Regions from separate parts of the Mus musculus genome. Here region 2 is linked to region 1. A link is a contact called in public HiChIP or PLAC-seq data. All regions are on one chromosome and are shown on one strand. Each heading gives the region's core, a stretch centred on a gene start, on an enhancer-like site or on the middle of the called end of the contact. The rest is flanking DNA. Distances are from core to core; before and after follow the strand shown.

Region 1 (6,339 bases), core at 951-3,450:
CATCTCTTTCTTTAGGTTAGGGAAGTTTTCTTCTATAATTTTGTTGAAGATATTTACTGGCCCTTTAAGTTGGAAATCTTCACTCTCTTCTATACCTGTTTTCCTTAGGTTTTGTCCTCTCATTTTGTCCTGGATTTCCTAGATGTTTTGGGTTAGGAGCTTTTTGCCTTTTGCATTTTCTCTGACTGTTGTGTGAATGTATTCTATGATATCTTCTGCCCCCTAGATTCTCTCTTCTGTCTCCTGTATTCTCTTGGTGATGGTGATGCTTGCATCTACGACTCCTGATCGCTTTCCTAGCTTTTCTAACTTCAGGGTTGTCCCCTTTTTGATTTCTTTATTGTTTCTATTTTCATTTTTAGATCATGGATGGTTTTGTTCATTTCCTTTGCCTGTTTGATTGTGTTTTCCTGTAATTCTTTAAGGGATTTTTATGTTTCCTCTTTAAGGACTTCTACCTTTTTACCCTTTTTACCTGTTTTTCCTGTATTTCTTTAAGGGAGTCATTTATGTCCTTCTTAGAGTCATCTATCATCATCACGAGAAGTGATTTTAGATCTGAGTCTTGCTTTTCGGGTGTGATTGTGTATCCAGGACTAACCTTGGTTTCTGTTGCTTATGTTCTTTCGATTGACTCCTGCCATCTGCATATCTCTAGTGCTACCTACCCTTGCTATCTGACTGGAGCCTGTCCTTCCTGTAATCCTGGTTGTGTCAGAACTCCTCATAATGTAGCAGTCTCTGTGATCCTGTGATCCTGAGATTCTGGGTGTGTCAGAGTTTCTGGGATTCAGCTGCCTCTGGTACCCTGAGATTCTGGTGGGACCAAGCTCCTGGGATACTGGGATTCTGGGATCCTGTGGTCATGGCTGTGCTATAGTGCCTGGGGTTTGAGCCTTCTCTGGGTGCTGTGGGACTGGCTACAGAGTTTGCATCCAATGTAAACCGGTGCAGACTGGAAGGAACCTGAGCCACTGTTCGGGTGGGGTTCCTGAGTCCCTGAATCCTGCTGGTCCCAGTTACTCCTGATGATGCTGGAACAGATGTTGTGTCCTACTCACCCCTGATCCTAAGATCCTGGATGTGCTAGAGCTCCTGGGAGCAGAGTCTCCTCTGGGTGCTGTGGGTTATATTATTTTCAAAGTAGCTGGTTCTATACTTGGTGTGTAATTTGTGTGATGAACAAAGGCAACAGTGAATTTTTTCTTTGTAAAGTTAAATTGTGGGACTCTAAAACCAAGTCAAATTGTGTCATAGAAATCTATCTGCTTTCATTAGACGAAGATAAAACTTGCTTTAGCTGCCTCTACCAAACAATCTAGTCCCTGCCTGTGTGTTCATCAGCCTGCATCCTACAGCTGGGAGGGTCTTTTGGCCCTTCCCATTGTCTTCTCTTATTATCTAGAGAAACCTGTTTTTTTTGTTTGTTTGTTTGTTTGTTTGTTTTTTCACTAGAAAAGTCTAAATCAGATTGTAACCTAGACAGCTGGTTCAACATTCAATTGCCTATGTGCATGGTTCTTTGATACAGATTCTTAGGTGTTCCTTATAAACTGGATCCACATAACAAAGTACCCTCAGAGAACTGTATGTTATCCTTTAAATGCATTAAAAAAAATTGAACTGAAAAGATGGCTCAGCAGAGTGTCTACTGCTCTTACAGAGAATCTGAATTCAGTTCTGGGCAGCTACACTGGGTGGCTCACAACTACCTACAACTCCAGCTTCAGCGGATCTGACACCTTCTGAAATCCACAGACAACTACACTCACAAGCTATTGCACATACACATACTCACACACACACATACACACACACTCATACAAATAAATGCGCACATACAAACACACTCGCATACAGACATGCACATGCATACACATACACAAACACATTGTAATATAAAAACACCTCTTTAAATAAATACATAAAAGTTTGAACATTTACCAGTTGTAAGTCAGACTTAAATTTCATTTCAAATTAAATAACATTCCTCTGAATAAAACCATGTTTCTACTTCCCTTTCTTTTCTCGACCACTGATACCATGATGTTTTGGTAAATGTTTAACACATGTCTGTTTCTTCGGGGCAAAAAAAGATATGTTATATAGTAATTTCCCATTTCTGTGGTATAACTACTCTTGCTATGACTAATCTTAAATTATCAATATAGAGCTGGGTATGACTCAGTGTACTACACAATACAGTGCTTGCCTAGTGTGTACAAAGCACTGAGGCATATCCGTAACACTGTGAAAAACAGACATGAACTATATGAGGGCACCAAATGGGCATAATCATTTCTCACAGATCAGTCACCATTAGATATCATTGATACTTGACACCTCTGCATCCCACAGCAAGGCCCAGTTTGACTTGAGAAAAACGTTGCTATTTTTTATGCCTTGGATGGATCCTCTGAAAGTTCACTGTCGCGTCTGCTCACAGTTGGATTCTTCTCAACAGCCTTTATTGCAGGAACACCTCAATGCTTCTACAGGGACCCCGGGTGCCCAGGGAGCCCTGCTTATATGCACCCCAGCACAGGAGAAGGCTCCGTGGGCCCCTGGGATTGGTCAGTCTGCCGGCACCCAATTTGCATGCACCCGGGAGGGGTTGGCACCAAATTCGAATTGACGCCTGCGCAGTGGTGTTGTTTATGACAACGGCAACCGGAAACTGGCGCCATCTTGGAGTTGACTTCCCACAGTTCACACTACAGGCTTCAGAGTTGGGAGATCAGGGGTGCTCCAGGCCTCTGTGAAGTAGGGTTTATTAGGTGTGGGGTCCTTCGTTTTAGGAGATGCTTTGAAAGGGATAGTTGGACCCTGCCATTCTCCACCTGCTCCCCACCTATCTCTGATTTCTGACAAGGTATGAGTTCTGGCACACTCACCATGACTGGCCACACTTACCTTAGGATCACACCACAGTCTAACCCATCTGGGACTTGAACTTCCAAAACCATCTGCTGGCTTTACTTCCCAAGGAGCATGTGCTAGAAATTTCACTGGAGTGGCACAAAGCTGATCAAAACCCTCTAAAAGGAACTTTGGAGGTTTATAGCTAAGAAAATTACATACCCAGATCTGGTATTTCTTTCGTAGAGGGAGGAACAGTATTTGTTATGTAATTCAATCAACCTTGAACTTGTGATCCTCCTGCTTCAGCCTCTCAGGTGCTAGGATGTACTAGCATAGCTTCTATGTATCATTGTACAGAACTTGGTTTTTAGAATTGACTTACATCTTTATGTTTTTGTTTGGATGAAGTTATACATGCCATTACACTTTCCCAGAGGTCAGAAAACAACTTGCAGGAGTCTGTTCTCGCCTTCCGCATGTGAGTGCTAAGGATCAAATTTAGGATGCCAGGTTTGGCTGCAGGCTGTCTGGACCTGCTGAGCCCTCTCACCTGTCCACAGGTTTCTTATGTTCATCATATTAGAGGAGGGGTGTACTTGTGTGTGTGTGTGTGTGTGTGTGTGTGTGTGTGTGTGTGTGTGTGTGTGCACGTTCACTTGTGCATGCACATGTTTATGTACTGATTTTCAATCACAATCCCTTCCTCAGTATAGACTTTAAAAACTAGAAGTTATTTTTCCAAGGAAATAGAAATGCTAATACCCACCCCCTCTGCTGACCTGTCTTCGAGCCCTTGTCTAGATGTAGGCCTTAAGGCGCTCCTCATTCCAGATCACTTGCTCCATATCTTGCACAGTCATTTGCAAAGACATGCACAGATTAATACTGCTGTGGACTCTACTTACTGTATGTCCCCTCATGCATGTTCGCTTTACATCATATACCCTTCTCCAGTTGGTTTCCACAGTTGTCCATGATCCATTCATGGACAAGGAATGGAGTCTCTATAAAAACTCAAAAGGGCTTGAGCATGGTAGTTCATGTCTTTAATCTCTGCATTCAGAAGGCAGAGGAGGGCATATGTCTGGGAACTTGAGGGCAACCTTGTCTACATAGAAAGTTCCAAGCTATCCAGTGCTACACAATGAGACCCTGTCTCAAAAACAATCACCAACAAACAAACAACAATACAAGATAGGATTTGAGAGCCTCTGGACAGTTGGACACACACAGGTCATGGAGGGGGGAGTAAATCAGATCCTCTCCCATATCTCATTCAATATGTGGGGGGTTTTTTGTCACCTGTATCCCCTGTGCTACGCTTTATAATAAACTGTAAATATTTATTAACATCCAAGATCTGTCAGTCACTTCATTGAGGCCAAGTGGTAAGTTAGGTAAACCACAACATAGAGCTGGCAGTTCAGAACATAGGTAAATAACCTGGGGCTGCTAATTGGTGTGGGCACTATCAGGGAAAGAGCTCTTAACCTGTGTATCTGACATCTAGGCAGAAAGTGCCTCAGCTAACTTGTATTGGAGACATGCGGCTCAGCTCCACTGCTATAGAGTGGCCTTCCTTGGTGTGTGGGAGGAATCATGCAAAACCTGACATCTTCTGTGATGATGGTGACAACAGAACTGAGAAAAAGCATGACATCTGAGTATTTCTTGATGTACTCAGAACACCTATATGTTTTAATTCGGAAAGAATGCAATTAAATCATGAATGGATATTAAAATTGCTAAAAGGTATATACAGCATTTGACATGGTCATCAAATTTACTCTGCAAATGACATAAACAGCACTTAATTTTCAGTTCACTTACCTTCTTTTAATAAATTCTATTAAACAGAATGTATATGCTTACATACTTTTCTATCTTGTAATTCTCCTTCTCTGTCTCTCTGTCTCTGTCTGTCTGTCTGTCTCTCTCTCTCTCTCTCTGTGTGTGTGTGTGTGTGTGTGTGTGTGTGTGTGTATAGAACTGCCAACGATCTGAGAAGACGAAAGGCACAGCCTTGCTGGATTAGAGATAAAAGACATTACTACTGTATGGAAAGAAACATGAGCTTTATATCCATGTCAATGACCCTTGTGTCATCAAAGACCAGTGGGATGGCATAGGGTGAGCCAGAAGTCAGTCTGTATCATAAACAGAGAGAGTTGTGAGTAAACAGGCCCGTGTCCCAGAGAGACCCCTAATAGATATTGTATTGACTTGGAGGGAGACACTGTTTCTATGTCCCAAGTTCTCCTTGCTCTAGTCATCGCAGATAGTCCAAGCAAAACTTCCGGTGCTTGCACTCACAAATATGCAGAAGCTTGAAAGCTCTGTGTAACCTTGTCTCTCCACAATATCAAGCCTTCAAAAGGTTGGGCGTGGTGGTATATTCCTGTAATGTTAGCACTTAAGGCTGAGACAGGATGGTCATTAGGTTAAGCTCAAGCCAAGCCTGGGCTACACAGTAAGAATATGTCTCAAGAATAACAATGCTGCCTGGAAAGATGGCTCTGCAGGTGAAAGCTCTAATTCTTCATGCCTGAAAACCTGAGTTTGATCCATGAAACCTGAGTTGAAAAGAAAAACAAACAAACAAACCAAAAAAGTCAGCTGTAGTGGCACACAACTGTGATCTAGCAAGGCTAACTGCATGGAAGCTGCTGGGTGAGCTAGCCTGGAGGGCCACAAACGGCAGCAGAAACCCTGCCTCAACAAGACGAAGATGAGAACTGATAGCCGAAAGCTGTCCGGTGGCCGTGCATGCCATGCATTGGGCACACACATATGCACACAATTTAAAAATTTGAAATAGAACCAAATCACAACAACAAAGCTTCATCCGATGCAATTGGTGTTATTTTGCTTCATGAACACGCATTTGGAAATACCCGCATCTTAGTTCTATTCCCTGATGCTATGATAGAATGCACTGACAAAAGCTACTTAGCAGAGGCGGAGTTTTTCCCATTAATTAATTAATTAATTAATTAATTAATTAATTTGCTTTATATCCTGATTGCAGCTCCCACCTGCTAATCCCCCATCAAACAGACCCTCCTCCCCTTCACCTGTGAGAAAGGGGGAGGTCCTTCCTGGGGAACCAACCCATTCTAGCACTTCAAATCACTACAGGACTAATTAATCCTCTCCCACTGTTGCTAGACAAGACAGCCTAGTTAAGACAACACAGGATGCACAAGCAAGGAACAGAGTCAGGGTAATCCCTCACTCCAGTTGTTGGGGACCCACATCTGCTACATACATGCCAGGGGGGTCCTAGCACCAGTCTTTGATTGGTGGTAGTTCAGTCTCTGGGAACCTCCAAGTGTCCAGGTTATTTGACTCTGTTGTCTTCCTGTGGAGTCCCTATCCTTTTCAGGTCTCTTAATCATTCCCCAAACTCTCCCACAAGACTTCCTGAGATCTGTTTAAAGTTTGGCTCTATGTCTTTGCATCAGTTTCTGTCAGCTG
Region 2 (6,632 bases), core at 1,396-3,895, 640 kb before region 1:
ACATCACAGTGCCTGTTCCAGGGGATCCAGTGCCCTCTTCTGACCTCTGGGCACTAGGCATGCGTGTGCAACACATACATACATACATACATACATACATACATACATACATACATACATACACACTCCGCAAAACGATTCATACACCCAAATACATCTTAATTTATTTTAAAGGAGATGAATGTGAAAGAGGGCACCTTCCCAAACGCTCATGTTATCACAGGAAAGGACAGTGATGTCATAAATCATTTGGTGAGAAAGATCAAAATTGAGTTAATGTAATAATCTGGCCACTAAGGTTTTGAGTTGTCTCCTTTAGGTTAGACTTACACTTGACTGCGAGCAAGAAACTTCTGTAACGTTCCACAATGCCTCTGATCCTTGACTCCAATTTAGGAAGAGTCCCGGGATCATTCTGTTCCTGGGAGAGGATCCAGTACTAAGTGGCTTCTTTTAATTTTAATTTTAATTTAGTTGTATTTTCTTGTGTGAGTTACACTGAACACTTCTAGTTATTGGGTGGAGTAGATTACCACGGACAGCCTGGAATTTCTTCAATATTGTTACCCCAATCCTCCTCCCCCCTTGTAATATGGCACAACTGTAGCTATCTGTGTATGCACAGCTATTTGGATATCAGCACTGCTTGGGGCTGCTGAGCTCTGGAACAGAGATAATGCGTGTCCACCTTTTACTCTGCTCAAGCCACTGTCTTTAAACTTGGTTGTACAGGAAACAGTGTCACATTTATTTTTCTCTGCCAGATCGGTAGACTTAGCCCATCTTCCCATTCCAGCATTCTTCTCTCCCTTCCACAGTCTCTACTTTCAGTCAGCTTCTAACTGATTTTACGTTCTATTTGCAGCACTGGGCTTTCCCTGGTCTCAGAGGACACTAGACGTTTCTGATTAGAGTTTGGAGATCAGATGCACCCAGGCTCTTCCTAGAGTCACTTCATCCAGTTCAGCTCCAGCAGCCTCTAATCTCGCTCTTTGATCCTGCTTCTCACACGGTGCCCACAATATCTGCCTTGGGGCTCCAAACTATTAAAGACAAGAAGCCTGGGGCTCCATTGGCATTGCCATTTTGAGAAGCCAGCACACTTTTCATCTTCTTTGCACACGCAGTATTCTTCTATCATCGTTTTATGTATAGAAAGGCTTATGTGATGTAAAGATTATAAATGTAAACATTTCAGTGTGGAAAGCTTATCATGGCCAAGGCAAGAGCTCGGCATCTGAGTAAATTTTCCTTACCCAGTAGAATGCAGAGATATTAACTAATTCATGTGCTTTTGACATTTAAATAAAATAAGGTAAATAAGATAATTTACCAAGCATATTTTTTCCTACTGAGTGACAATGACAAAGAACAGAACAGACCATCACTTCTTTCAGTAAAAAAGGGACGTAGTAATTTGACCCACATGGAATTGTTACTATTTGGCAATTTTTGACATTTTTGTGAATATTTATCACAGTAAAATATGTTTCAAGACTCGGCCTAATGTTGTTTTAATGTCATTATTATAGTAGTATCTCTTTACTGTAATACTTTTCAATTTTATTATTTTTCCCACAGTTTTCAGTTACCTCACACTGCCAGTAGAGGGCGCGGGTTGTCTTGTTGAGCTCACTGGAAAATAGGAAAATAAACCATCCACACACGCATCTGGTTATAATTTTCCTCTCCTGCTCTCCACTTGCACAATTCAACTTGATGCTGTATAATTCCCCTTTCTTTTCTTCTGTTCTGCATGGGGGCAGAGCCACCACAAAAAGATGAATACTTTCAGTGCCTTTCAGATCCCTCAAAGCGGCAGCCTTCACATTCCATCCTATTGATACTGCATTTGGCAGTGGATGAAGGGACACAGTTGAAGTCTGCTCATAATTGGTTTTATTTGGGAAAGATTTTCTTTTGAACTAGTGGCCACCAGTGATTTTATAATCATCAGAAGTTAGCTACTTCAGCACTTCTTATAGAGAATACTCACAATTCTCTTTCTCACTTTGGAAGAACAAAGTATAAAGTGGAGGGAAAAAGAGAATAGCCATGAGCATGGGGGAGTTCCGGTTTGTTTGGGACTCCCAGGGACTGCCGAGGGCCAGCCCAGGCTGTGTCCTTGTCTGCACAGTCGTCTTTCAGCACAGCATTAATCATCTTTTTATTTTCTCAGACCGTTAAGCTTTTTTTTTTTTTTTTTTTTTTTTTTTTTTAAGAAAAAAATAAGGTAAATCTAGTGTCTGTTTCCTGATACTATCTGACTCCTACCATCTGCAGACAGCATAGCAGAGCTTGCTGAGTGGTGCTTTGCATGTGTTTCAATACGAATTGAACAGTGGAACACCCCAAAACTCATCTCTGTGTTACAAGAACTAGGCACCCACACGTAAAACACAAACTTTGCGAAGCGCTGCATGATGCCCACATACCATCAGCCAAACCTTCCTTGTTTGGGGGTTTGGTTTTCCCACCCGGATGTGAATAGACAGTGGGATCCTTGTTTCCAGGGGCTTTGTTTGCTTTGAGTCACTGGTAAAATAAACATTACCTCAGATTGGAGAAATCCTTGGAAGAGAGCAGGGGTTCTGGGAGAGCTTTGTGGTACCCGGCACTGATGATTTTATTGGGTTATCTGGTGTAGCATGCTGAGGACAGTTTAATTACAGCAGTGCCCTGTGCAGATCAGATGGGCCTGAGCTTGAACTTGCCCTGTGAGCTGGCTCGTTCTGGAAGGAAATGCAACTGAGAAAGAATGAAGTGAGGTGTGTCCTCCTTTACTGTAGCCCGGCTCTCTACATAGGAAACAAAAGCAAAGGCTCTTGAGGGTCTCATGAGGCAGGTGTGCACTTATTCTTAACTCACAGTCACCTCTTCACACAGTAGGGATGCTTTCTGCTCTGAATTTAGTCCAAAGAGAAAAGTACTCAGTAAGTGCTTGATTGAAAACTAGACTCATTTTGTGATTCATCATATCAGAAACACATGATTATAAATATTTTTTAAAGAAAATTGAGCAGGGTGGTGGTGGCTCATGCCTTTAATCCCAGCACTTGGGAAGCAGAGGCAGGCAGATTTCTGAGTTTGAGGCCAGCCTGGTCTACAAAAGTGAGTTCCAGGACAGCCAGGGCTATACAGAGAAACCCTGTCTCAAAAAAACAAAACAAAAAAAAATTGTATTTTAAAACAGGAGGGTCCATTTTATAATTTGATATTTGTTGAACGGTGATGCCTGATGGAAATACTATTTAACATGCTTATTCTGGCTCTTGCTACTTATATTTCAAGATGGACTATGTATATAAAATGGAATTTTAATATTTATACACCAAAGATTTAGAGATTTTATTACTTTTCAAAATAGTTATAGTTCCACCCCATCTCCATATTCCTATACAAGCTACTGCCAAGGTGATTAACTATTTAAATTCAGCACTTTTTAAATTTCCTGCAGCACATATAAGGTTTTTGGAAACTGTAATTGGTTGTTATTATATTGCCAAGAATGGAAATCCAAACTGAGTTCAAGGTAATTATGCAGAGTGAAAACTTTATAGTATAGTCTTTCCTCAAAGAGAAACAGAAGCAGAAACCATAACCATGGCCTCACTATAACTTGATGTTAGGAGTAAAGGATTTGGTAGTCTCCCCTCCTACATCCCATACACACACCTCAAGTAACAGATGTCAAGAGTTTCAATATTGATTCAGGAGAATGAATGGCTGAGTCATTGCAGAGGGACTGTGACAGGGAGACAAAGGCTACCATGGCGATGTGTTGATATGCGATGGGGTTAGTGAGCCTGAGGGCTTCCTACCCCTGCCATTGAAGCAAAGCGATGAGCTCTGGGACATGCCACCCAGCAAGCCTAAAGCGAGGCAGGTTGGAAGAATGATTTAACTATCTGTCCTCTGGGGATTGAAGATTCCATACACACATGTCTGTCTGATTCATAGGGAATTTCCTTTTTAAATATAAGAAAAACTATCCTGAAATCTGCATCTAGCTAAGAAATAAATACTGGGGTTTTAAAAGTCTCCAACAGCATTTTCTGAAAATGCTTTCTAAAATAACTTCTTGAGGACTACTGTGCTTAGATTGGGAAAGTATAGATTCAAAATAATTTGCATAGGACTATGTTCAACTACTTCTTTGGTGAATATGATAATAAAAACTTACACATGGTAAGTAGTGAAATAAAAGAAAATTTGTAATCAGTCTCTGATTGGTGTAGGAGATAGATTCCAAGGCATTTGCTATGGAGCTGTGTTGTTTCTTGCATATGGTTTATCTATATCCTTAATATATGTCCTTATACCCACAGGTAAGTATAGTTCTCATCCATCGTGAAAGAAACATCCCTTGTAACAGACAGATCAAAATGCTGAGAACAAATGTGGTATACAGCCCAAATATCAACAACAGAATTTAATACATTTAAAAAGATCATTTCTAAAAGCATATTTTTTTGTAATAGGAATAGGCAAGAAAGAAATTTCTGTACAGGATCAAGTGAATTGATGAACAAATTTAAACTTGTTTATTTCCTACAGTGCTCTGATCTCTTATAATGTGCTATTCTTAGTGATGTTTTAAGAATACTTGTCACATGTGTGGTAGTACTACCAAACTTTTTCCCTTTTTACTTTGGGGAACTAAATCTATAATAATAATAATTTTAGAAATGTTGAGACAAAGCCTTTGCTTGAGTAGTTTTAATTCAGTGAGGATGAATTTTTTGTCCGGAGTTTTTTCTATATGCACGTATATTCCCTATGTTAAATCCTTAATTTGTCCTGGCAAGCTATATTAACCTTCTGCAAGCCAGGACCTTAAAGACTTCAGCTTTCAGCCTTCGTCTACTTATCTTGGCCTAGAATGTTTTAGCATCTGAGACTTATTGATGAATAAATTCACATTTTCTCTTTCTGAGCTCTGACTGGCTGGTTCAACTCAACTGTTCTGGCTCAAACTCTTCTCCAAGCTAACTGACTCAAATTGGCTTCTGACTGAGTTGTTCTGCTTGCAAAGACTGCCTCTGACCTCCACGAAGCGAACTAACTGTTCCAAAGTCCTCTGCTCTGTTCTAAGCTCAATTAAATTCCACCAAACTGAACTGCTCCGAACTGAAATCAATCTCTCTCTCTCTCTCTCTCTCTCTCTCTCTCTCTCTCTCTCTCTCTCTCTTTCTCTCTCTCTCTCTCTCCCTCTCCCTCCCTCTCCCTCCCCCCCCCTCTCTCTCTGCTCTTAAATAACCTCTCTTTCCTATCTGTCCCAAGTTGGGCATGTTCTATCTCTGATTCATTTTGTCAAATCTTTCTCTAATTCATCACTTTGTCTGCCTTTCAATTAAATGTCATTGTTTGGGATCAAAGGTGCTTACCGAGGGCTTATCTTTGTACTTTGGGGAACAAATCACAGCCAGAGGGATTAAAGGTGTGTGTGCTGTGTCTGTCTTCCAACTGGATCATATCTTCGGATGAACCCCCTTGCCAGAGCAGCCATATTGATGGATTAAAATTCCTCTATACCAAAGTAGACTCCAAGAACGCCATCTCCGACAGCCAGCCTTTGTGGACTGAACACCTGATTCTAGAACTGCACAGAGCAGGGATTGCCCACCACACTGTCATTCGGGTGTGGCTGGATGCCTCAGGCTCATTCTTCAGCTTTCCTCTGTCCTTAGATACCTTCCTAAAACTAATGTGGACTTCTGAGTACCCATCCGAGTAACGAAGATGACACTGGCGGAGAGACTGAAATATTTACTGTTTGGATCTTGCAGAAGATGTCTTCTGATGCTGTTATGACTTGTTTCCTGGTAATTCAGCTATAGTAGTGTTGGCCGGGGTGCTCCAAGCAGAGACAGGTAAGGAGAACCAGAGCACCAGGTTGGTGTATGTAAATCATGTGGTTCTCAGCCTGTGCGTCAAGAGCCATCTGAGTCACCTTTCATAGGGGTCACCTAACACCACCAGCAAACACAGATATTTATATCAGGATTCAAAACAGTAGCAAAATTATAGTTATGAAGTAACAATGAAATAATTTTATGGTTGGGAACATGAGAAACTGCATTAAAGGGCCATGGCCTTAATAAGGTTGAGAACCTCTGGTCTAAAAGATAGCAGCAACCAGGGCACCAAAAGAAGGCAGGTGTGAGAGCACCATTAGAGCCAAGCTAACATGTAGTCTTCTCTGTAACTCTGAGCCATCTTATTTCACATTTCTTTGACAGCACAGGCCTTCTTGTGCTTTGGATTTATGTCCTTTCTCTGACACAATGTGGACTCTATGGGGACAGAGACTGCACTTTGCCCATGACCCATCTGTTAGTATTCAGTAAAGTTTCTGAGCAAGTGACTATTCAATAAACATACATTGTAGTAACAGTATTGTTGCAGCAGAGGAAAGAGACAAGCAGGGACTGTCTGGCAGAGGGACTCTGCTTGTCAACACAGCATGGTGACCTGAAAACCAGCTTGGGACAGTGTTTGACTGAATGGTGGTAGCATGCCATAGCTCTGTGTGAAACAATACTCTTTCTGAGACGTTGCAATGACTGAAGGCTCAACAATACGTATTTTTTGTTCCTGACGTGGATTGTTGTGAAGAAGTTAGGTCTGGT

What was found. HiChIP or PLAC-seq counts read pairs in DNA pulled down with a chosen protein or histone mark.
Region 2: a contact with region 1 is called in a FOXA1 HiChIP or PLAC-seq map of pancreatic cancer cells. The contact joins two enhancer-like sites. A contact is called at or near these places in 2 of 115 datasets of contacts at active chromatin or transcription factors (pancreatic cancer cells and trophoblast stem cells) and 1 of 9 other capture datasets (liver).

What each region holds. Positions count from the first base shown.
Region 1 is chr13:80,992,827-80,999,165 of GRCm38.p6, reverse strand. All of the region lies in intron 1 of 9330111N05Rik (RIKEN cDNA 9330111N05 gene), which reads right to left. Among named protein-coding and RNA genes, the nearest start is that of 9330111N05Rik, 32 kb to the right of the region's middle. Within about 2 kb of position 2,200, at least 9 of the 459 cell types and tissues checked have an H3K27ac peak or open chromatin away from gene starts, as enhancers often do. A contact at or near this core is called in pancreatic cancer cells, where this site is marked.
Region 2 is chr13:81,636,939-81,643,570 of GRCm38.p6, reverse strand. No RefSeq gene overlaps it. Among named protein-coding and RNA genes, the nearest start is that of Adgrv1, 7.1 kb to the right of the region's middle. Within about 2 kb of position 2,645, at least 64 of the 459 cell types and tissues checked have an H3K27ac peak or open chromatin away from gene starts, as enhancers often do. A contact at or near this core is called in pancreatic cancer cells, where this site is marked.